Linked DNA regions of Pan troglodytes: region 2 is linked to region 1. A link is a contact called in public Hi-C data. All regions are on one chromosome and are shown on one strand. The core of a region is the stretch at or near the end of the contact, and the rest is flanking DNA. Distances in the headings are between cores, read along the strand shown. Region 1 has its middle 92 kb from the start of AQP9. Region 2 holds the start of ADAM10 (ADAM metallopeptidase domain 10).

The links. Hi-C and Micro-C count contacts between places; a contact is called where the count stands out from the background.
Region 2: a Hi-C map of induced pluripotent stem cells shows a contact between it and region 1, with 2.2 times the contacts expected there. The contact joins the promoter of ADAM10 here to the enhancer-like site in region 1. A contact is called at or near these places in 3 of 7 Hi-C or Micro-C datasets (induced pluripotent stem cells and stem cell-derived neural progenitor cells), 1 of 1 datasets of contacts at active chromatin or transcription factors (stem cell-derived excitatory neurons) and 1 of 1 other capture datasets (stem cell-derived neural stem cells).

What each region holds. Positions count from the first base shown.
Region 1 is chr16:50,242,809-50,246,931 of NHGRI_mPanTro3-v2.0_pri, reverse strand. No RefSeq gene overlaps it. Among named protein-coding and RNA genes, the nearest start is that of AQP9, 92 kb to the right of the region's middle. Within about 2 kb of position 2,226, at least 10 of the 24 cell types and tissues checked have an H3K27ac peak or open chromatin away from gene starts, as enhancers often do. A contact at or near this core is called in induced pluripotent stem cells and stem cell-derived neural stem cells, where this site is marked.
Region 2 is chr16:50,758,186-50,762,236 of NHGRI_mPanTro3-v2.0_pri, reverse strand. ADAM10 (ADAM metallopeptidase domain 10) reads left to right here and starts at 1,612. Exons shown (of 16, transcript XM_001172405.6): 1 at 1,612-2,054. The coding sequence starts at 2,000.

The sequences.
Region 1 (4,123 bases), core at 977-3,476:
ATTGGGGTGAGGGCGATATGTGGAAGCCCCTTCTCTGTGGGCATTTTCTTTCTCTGGGGAGGAGCCTTCCTCTCCCCTGCCTGGGGCGGAGCTGGAGCCCTCAGTGTGTATTCAGGGCAGAGGAAGTTGACTGTGTTCCATCCCATCGCTCCTACTCTTTCAGCTCATCCGATTTGCTTCTGTGCTCTGCTATAGCTGGAGTTCCAGCTCCTTCTCTGCAGCCATTCCCTTTCTCTGGGGAGGAACCTTCCTCTCCCCTGCCTGGGGCTGGGCTGGAGACTTCAGTGTGTGTTCAGGGCAGAGGAAGGTGCCCGTGTTCAATCCCATCGCTCCTAATGTTTTCAGCCCACCTGACTTGCTTCTGTGCTCTGTTATACCTGGAGTTCCCAAGACTGAAGCCTCTCTACCTTCCAGTTTCTGCAGAGAACAACTCTCTAGTCTCCTCACCAAGGGACTCCCAGTCGGCCACTGGTGAAGGGAGTGGGGGCTGCTGGTTTCTACTCTTTAGCACAAGGACCTCAAGATAAATGCCACTCTCCTTTCATCTGGGTGCCTGGCCCCTCTGAGCTCAAGTCCCTGCCAGCTCGGTAGGCTCTCCTTGGAGAGTGGTGATCTCCTTTCCACCTATCTGCTCTCCCACTTCCAGAATTCCATCAGGGTCTGCTTTCTACATCCCCTCCTGTTCTCTTCATCCTTCTGGATTTATAACTCCACCTCTCTACCCTCTCCCAGCCCACCAGCCAGCCCACTTTGACTTCATTTGAGTGGGTCTTTAATCAGAGGAATTTTGCCAGGAATGCCCAGTTAAGTTTGAAAGTCCAGCCTTCTACTATTAAAAAAAGAATGTTATATGCCCCAAGAAGGCCAATAAAATAATTTTCAATACCTGGCCATTCACTCAAACAGGAACAAGGTGAGCTGAAAAACTTTGAAGCTATTTGGAGGGGTTCTTGGGAGCTTTTGCTACTGAGGCCAGCATTTCTTCTCCATGCCCCTACGCTCTCTGACTGTTTGAGCTTCTCCCCTATTCTTGGGCATTTCTGATGTTGCTACAAGTGCCTGTTCCTTTGCCTTAATGGCAATGCTTCTCTTCCCCTCTCATTATCTTTTCCTTTTTGATCCCAGGTGTAGGGTTACAGATTTGGCAAATAGGATGCCCAGTTAAATTTGAATTTCAGATAAACAACACATAACATGTTTAGTATAAGTAGGTCCTATGCAATATTTGGGACCCACTTATTTTAAAAATATATTTTGTTTGTTGTTTACCTGATATTTAAACTTAACTGGGTGTCCTCTAGTTTATCTGGCAGCTCTATCCAAGTGGGCTTCCTTTTATTCCCTGCAAAACAAGATAGGTCTGAGTCAGGAGAGCCAGTCTGTATCACAAAAGGGCCTTGTCCTCACTGGATTTCTGTTCTTAAAGGGACCCACAGCTATTTACGTAACACATGGCAGCCTAACACCCATGCAATTGTAAATTACAGTCTGCTTATTCATTGTCGAGTTAGGAACTCAACCATATTTCTCAGCTGTCTTCAGTTCTCCTGCTTCAGATTCAATAAATAAATGTCTTGTTCTAACAGTGTTTGTGCCATTGTGTTGCCTTGTTCCTTGTCTGTTCCCATTGCAGTCTTCAGCACTCGGAACTCCCGTGCTCTCCCCGCCCCCAACTCCGCCCCCCAACCCGCTCCCTGGTAGGCACCACGTGAGATCTCCCTGCCATCCCAGTGGGACATTGCTCCCATGGTCAGCATCTCCGTTTCATTCTTTGCAGGATTTGGAGGTAATTCTAACTAGATCTCTGTTTTTGAGAATGTTACCACATCCTGTGGCTTTCCTCCTCAATAGTCGTCGGCAGGTACCAGGTGTACTATACCTGCAGGATTTGTTAGGACTCTGCCCGAGAACATGAACTTGACAAAGAACTCTTGCCCTGAAGAAAAGCTAAATTATGGTTGTACCAATTACATGAAAGAATACAGGAAATGAATATAATGGATATAAAGTGCTCAGGAAAGCAATGCACAAAATAACATTAACATTTTCATCTGGTCCCTGTGGAGTCATTCTTTGTAAGGTCATTCCTTGAAGACAGTTTTCTTTTCAAGTTATAAGCCTGTATGTGTTATTTCACCATGAAGAACTCTGCTTGCTACATTCCTGAGGCAATCCAAGGGGTCAGCTATTAACAGAGCTGGGCTAAATATATCCCTTCCAGGAGCCTCCAGCCTCTGTTCCAGAGTCACATCCTGTGTCAGCTGGAGCAGATTCTCTCCTGCTTCCCTGCCACCAGGCAGCCTCATCAGAGGCCTCAAGGTGTCCAAAGAGGTTGGCATGATAAACTGAGGGACTTCCTTGAGGCCCTGTCTGTTTACCTGAAACAGCTTGTCCACCTGCTCCCCGCTGCAACTTCACCAGCCTCTATACATTTGTGTATCTACTACACATCATACCTGCCTCCACCTAAAATGCAAAGCACAATCTTAACCTCACAGCAAAGACTCACACCGAAGGAGGGTTTTTATACATGAGATTTGAGGGGTTCATCAGATAGGGGAGTATTTGGCTTTTTTCTATTGGGAAGAGATGAAGGTCTTAGAGCAGCAAGTCTGAAATGAAAGCCTATATTTTTCTTTTGGTCTGCTTGGGACTAGGGGTGCCCCTGGGTGTGGGACTTTCAGTGCTAACACTGGGGCAGTGTTGGGTAAACGGGGACAGTCGGTCTCCCTCCATAGCCTTCACCACCGCTATCCTTCCAATTCCCTTCACCGCTATTTCTTATACTGGCCGAGAGAAGGAGAGACTAAGAGGTCAGAGCCTGAAATGGAGCTTTGGAAGTTTTCATCAAACCCATTCCAGATATCTTAGGGGTTTCACACTAAAACAACATTAGGAGGGATCAATATTCACCTTCTTTGAAGGTGTTTGTGAGAAAAAGAACCTTAAGAGATTGAAGGGAAAGATGTATAACTATAGTTTTAGTTTGTAAAACCCTTCTAAAGAGCTGTTTTAAATGTTTGTATATCACTAGCTTGAATTTTATTTTCCAGTAAATGTTTCTAATACATAAAAAATGGAAACGTTTGTGATTACAAGTCTGTAGGGTTTGAACCCAGAGCTACAGTCCGTAATTTTAACAAATCCTCCACCTATTGTTTTGGACTTCACAGTCCGTGGCACTCGGCCTCCACCTGGTGGCAGTGTACCTAAATTAAGTCGGGTTCCTCCCTCCCCTCTCCATATTTTTGTGTGTGGTAAGAGCCTCACTTTTGGGAATTGTATCTTACAAGCCAAATTATAAAGACATTAATTTGTCTCATACTATCGTCCTTATTTAGAATTCAGCATCAATTTGGAGCAAAAACCATCTCTTTATATTTGCTTTATGCTTTATCTTGTGAAGTATTATGAGCCTAATAAAATAATTGAATACTGCAGTCCCTTAGAGAATATGCAACTATTGTAAGCAGATACCATGAAGAACATGACGTGTGAAAATATCATGTGTATAGATTTTATTAGGTGATAATAAATAAAACTTGTAAGAAATTTATTAATCAGACACAATTCATCATGTCCATTATCATACCGAGTTCCACAATTTTTAGGCCCAAGGATTAGGAGTTCACATTAGGGGATGTAAGTGGGGTTGCTTTTACATAGGTAAATCTTTTTTTCTTATATATTCTTTATTTTCTTTTTATTTTGTTAATTCCGCAGCATGAGAATTCTGAAATAATTGCTAAAGTTCATGAGTTATTTTATCATCAACATACTCTGGGATCAGAAGACTCAAAGCCCACTTATTGCTGCTTCTTTGGGGAAAGTCATTTCACTTCCCTAGGGCTAGCTTTCCTGGTCTGTAAAATTGAGATCATAATTATATGTTACCAGGTGGGTATAAGAGTCAAACAAGATGCTGTGTGTACAAGTGCTCTGTTATCCAGATGTTAGTCTCAGGGGCATTGTTATCATGTGCAAATTGAAGGCAAAGATTCCAGTTCATACTTCCCAGCCCCTGGCTGCATTCCATTCTCCATTTAGATCCTAGGCCTGAGTTTCCTTGGAATATATCACGGAATTCTAATTCTCTCTGAACCCACTGGTCTTCTCACTTGCC
Region 2 (4,051 bases), core at 363-2,862, 520 kb before region 1:
CAACAGAAAACATGCTATAAGGTGGTTTAAGAGCTGGAAAATAAAAATATCATTTGTTGACAGCACTACCACAAGAGATTAGTAAAAAGCACAGGTGATATGCGATGTAATGTCTGCAGGTAACTATTTCCTAAGACTGAATATTTTAATGAAGGAAAAAAAAACCATTCGTGAGATTCTGCCATCCTTTGATGATTCCATGTATCTCATTATAAATGGATACAATTATGATGGTTTTGAAACGTCCGTTTTTGAGCTTATTAATGTTGCAGCAAAACTAGAATCATTCATTTCTCAAACTGAGAATTAAAGAAGACTCTTATGGCCGGGCTCGGTGGCTCCCACTTGTAATCCCAGCACTTTGGGAGGCTGGCGGGCGGATCACCTGAGGTTGGGAGTTCGAGACCAGCCTAACCAACATGGTGAGACCCCGTCTCTATTAAAAATACAAAAAATTTGCTGGGCGTGGTGGTGCATGCCTGTAATCTCAGCAACTTGGGAGGCTGAGGCAGGAGAATCGCTTGAACCTGGGAGGCAGAGGTTGCGGTGAGTCGAGATCACACCATTGCACCCCAGCCTGGGCAACGAGAGCGAAACTCCGTCTCAAAAAAAAAAAAAAATTCTCACTTATGTTAATGGTAATAAATGGTATAAAATATACAGGTAACAGTATAGGAATTCCAGTTTATTACAGTATCAATAACATTAAGGCCGAGCGCAGTGGCTCACGCCTGTAATCCCAGCACTTGTGGGAGGCCGAGGCGGGAGGATCGCTTGAGTTGGAGGTTACAGTGAGCTATGATCACACCACTGCACTTCAGCCTGGCGAGACAGCGGAGACCTTGTCTTTAGAAAGCAAAACAAAACAATTTACACACACACACGCACACACACACTCTCCCTAATTCGGCCTACTCAAGCACGATACCAAATAGATGAAGAATATCTAATTAAATGGCCATAAAAAGTTCTAGTTCATGACATCCAAGTTTAAAGAATCAAAATGAGTTACGAGAAAACAAACACAAGCTTTAAGAAGTTGGGGAGAAGATGTGCGTGGATTCGCTTCAAAGATGTGACAGAGAGAGAAAAAAGAGGACATTTTCTGGACTGGAGATTCAAGACAGTCTGGTTCAGGTTGCATGCTTTTGCAAAGGCTAAAGCCTTAGTCTGTGACATAAATTTGTAAAGAGCTCGGAAAATTACATCTCGGACACGGTGTCTTTTTTTCCTGCTGCTTGAAGGTCTTTGCATTTATGTTCGCATCACTGGGGCAGCTGCCGCTGTAATTACTGCTTGTTGGGACTTTTTGTTTACTTGGTAGCTGTGGTGCACCAAGAGAGGCAGAAAAAGAAGAAAAAAAACCTCTGTTACTTGTGACTTTAAGAAGTGGAAAGCAGCCCCGCTTACATCTTCCACGGACCATTTTAGCCCAAGGGAAGGTCCTCAGCAGCTCTAACACGTAGCGGAGCACTATCTCCGTGTAGGAGCGCTCCCGCCCCGGGGCGGGACCAGGACAAACCCCGCCTCCCAAGCCCAATCCCAGCTCTCCGCCGGCGGACAGGAAGCGGCGGCAGGCCTAGCAGCACGGGAACCGTCCCCCGCGCGCATGCGCGCGCCCCTGAAGCGCCTGGGGGACGGGTAGGGGCGGGAGGTAGGGGCGCGGCTCCGCGTGCCAGTTGGGTGCCCGCGCGTCACGTGGTGAGGAAGGAGGCGGAGGTCTGAGTTTCGAGGGAGGGGGGGAGAGAAGAGGGAACGAGCAAGGGAAGGAAAGCGGGGAAGGGAGGAAGGAAACGAACGAGGGGGAGGGAGGTCCCTGTTTTGGAGGAGCTAGGAGCGTTGCCGGCCCCTGAAGTGGAGCGAGAGGGAGGTGCTTCGCCGTTTCTCCTGCCAGGGGAGGTCCCGGCTTCCCGTGGAGGCTCCGGACCAAGCCCCTTCAGCTTCTCCCTCCGGATCGATGTGCTGCTGTTAACCCGTGAGGAGGCGGCGGCAGCGGAAGATGGTGTTGCTGAGAGTGTTAATTCTGCTCCTCTCCTGGGCGGCGGGGATGGGAGGTGAGGCACGACTGCGAGCGCCGGGGGCGCCGCGACCACGGCGGAGCGGCGGCCGGGCCGAGCGGAGCCCAGTCGCGCCTCGCGGCGTGCGCGTCAGTCAGCCCAGCCGGCCAGCGGCGCCACTCTGGCGGGCCGCGCTCCCCGCTCCCTATTGTCCCCCGCGCCCCGACCGCTTTCCCTTCGGTGGCGGGCCGAGGAGGCTCCCAAGCCTCCGGCGAGGCCTTCCCCGCCCCCCACCGCCCTGGCAGCCCCGGGAGGCGGGGGTCGCCTCCCAGAGAAGCGAAGTCGGGGCATCCGCGTCGCCTGGTGAGAGCGGTGGAACCCAGGCTGGTGGCTGCATCCCTCCAGTCTGCTCGGCGGGCGCCGGTGCAGGCAGCCGCAGCGAGGCTGGCGGTCTCGCCGTCCTCGTTCAGCGCTCATCCTGCTCACCATTCCTCCCCCAGCCCCTGCCCGGTGGCGGATTCCGAAGTCCTCTCCGCCGCCGAGACCCGCCGCGCAGACTCGTGGGAAGTTGTGTTGTTTGCAGCTGGGCTCGTGTATTGTTCTTTACCCGGCGCGCCGGTCCTGACCGACCCCATTCTGCAGAGGGGCCGCCCGTGGAGTGGCAGCAGTCATCACCCGCTTATCTGAGACTAGTGGCCTCGGTTCTTCCTGTGTCCTGTGTTTGGAGAGAGATCACAGGAGGGTGTGTTGGTGTTCATTGAAAACATTTTGTCGCCCAGGGGAAAGGGTTTGGTCGGGAGAAGGGTAAACCATTTGGGGATGTTCTTTGATTTGTAGGCTGGATTGGGTCTCTTAGAGTAGAAGTTCGGTCCCTGGGTGACCCAACTTGAAGAGTTTCGTTAAACTTTCAGGTGGAGTAGATGTACAGTGTAGTTAGTGGATTGTCAAAACAGTGCCCCCTCCCCGCTGCACATGAAAGTCAAATTTGCTAAAAGCATGTCATTTCTTGTTTCGGGTTTTGAAGACAACGATTTTTATTTCCGGTGTGTTCTAGGACCAGCTGCATCATTTTATTCTTGCTTAAAGTGCTTTATTTTAGGTAAGCTTTTTGACTTGCCCCAGAGTAAACTTAAAAACCTCAAGGTGTGCCTAAAAGCAACGGTTGAAAAAATTTGAGGAATGCTTTGGATGAGTGTCTGTAGCCTTTGATAATTTAGAAAATATCTATTTCATGTAATGTATTGTTTCTGTTTTTTTCTTTGCCACTTTGACTTATGACTGCAGGGTCAAGTGTATTTCTGTCCTGTATTCTACCGAGTCCGAGGGTGGTACTGCGCAGGCAGACTTCTGTTATAGTTTGTAGTGTTCATTTTTTTGTTACACGTTTTATTTAATTTTTTTCAATCCAATTCATCAAGCAAGACACACATTATAGATTAAGAGCTGATAATAGATGTTTAGTTTTAAAAAGGATTATGTGCGGGAGACTCTCTGTTAGAGGAGCCTTTTTCATCTGACATTTGTTATTTCTGTTCTAAACGTGGCTTTCAACAAATCGTTTTCCTATCTTTTTTCACTTTTTGTGATTAAATTCAGGAGTTAAGACACTGTTCTCTATAAGGTAATAAAAAGTAAGACAAACACATGAGGCACTTTACTGAGTAGTAGTATACTAAATGTTCTTTTAACAACAATGAAAACAGTAAGAAACTGATGTAGTCTTATATTTGAAGAAAAAACAATTGAATAACATGTTTGTGGGTTAAAACTCTTATACAAAAATTTCCTAAATTCATATTTCCAGAGTCCTTCATTGCATTAAGCATTGGTTAAAAGGCTAATTTTTGGTGTTTTTGTTAAGCAGAACTTTTTCAAAAAACATAAGACAAGTTTTATTAGTTTTATTTTAAAATTAGTATCAAGATTCTAGCTTTTGGGTACTTGGAGATACTTGTAATTTTATTGTAACTATGGGGTATTTTTATCTACTAATCTGAGCTATTTTTGGTCACTTGTAAGATCTTTGTATGATGATTTGTAGACTTCAGCACATT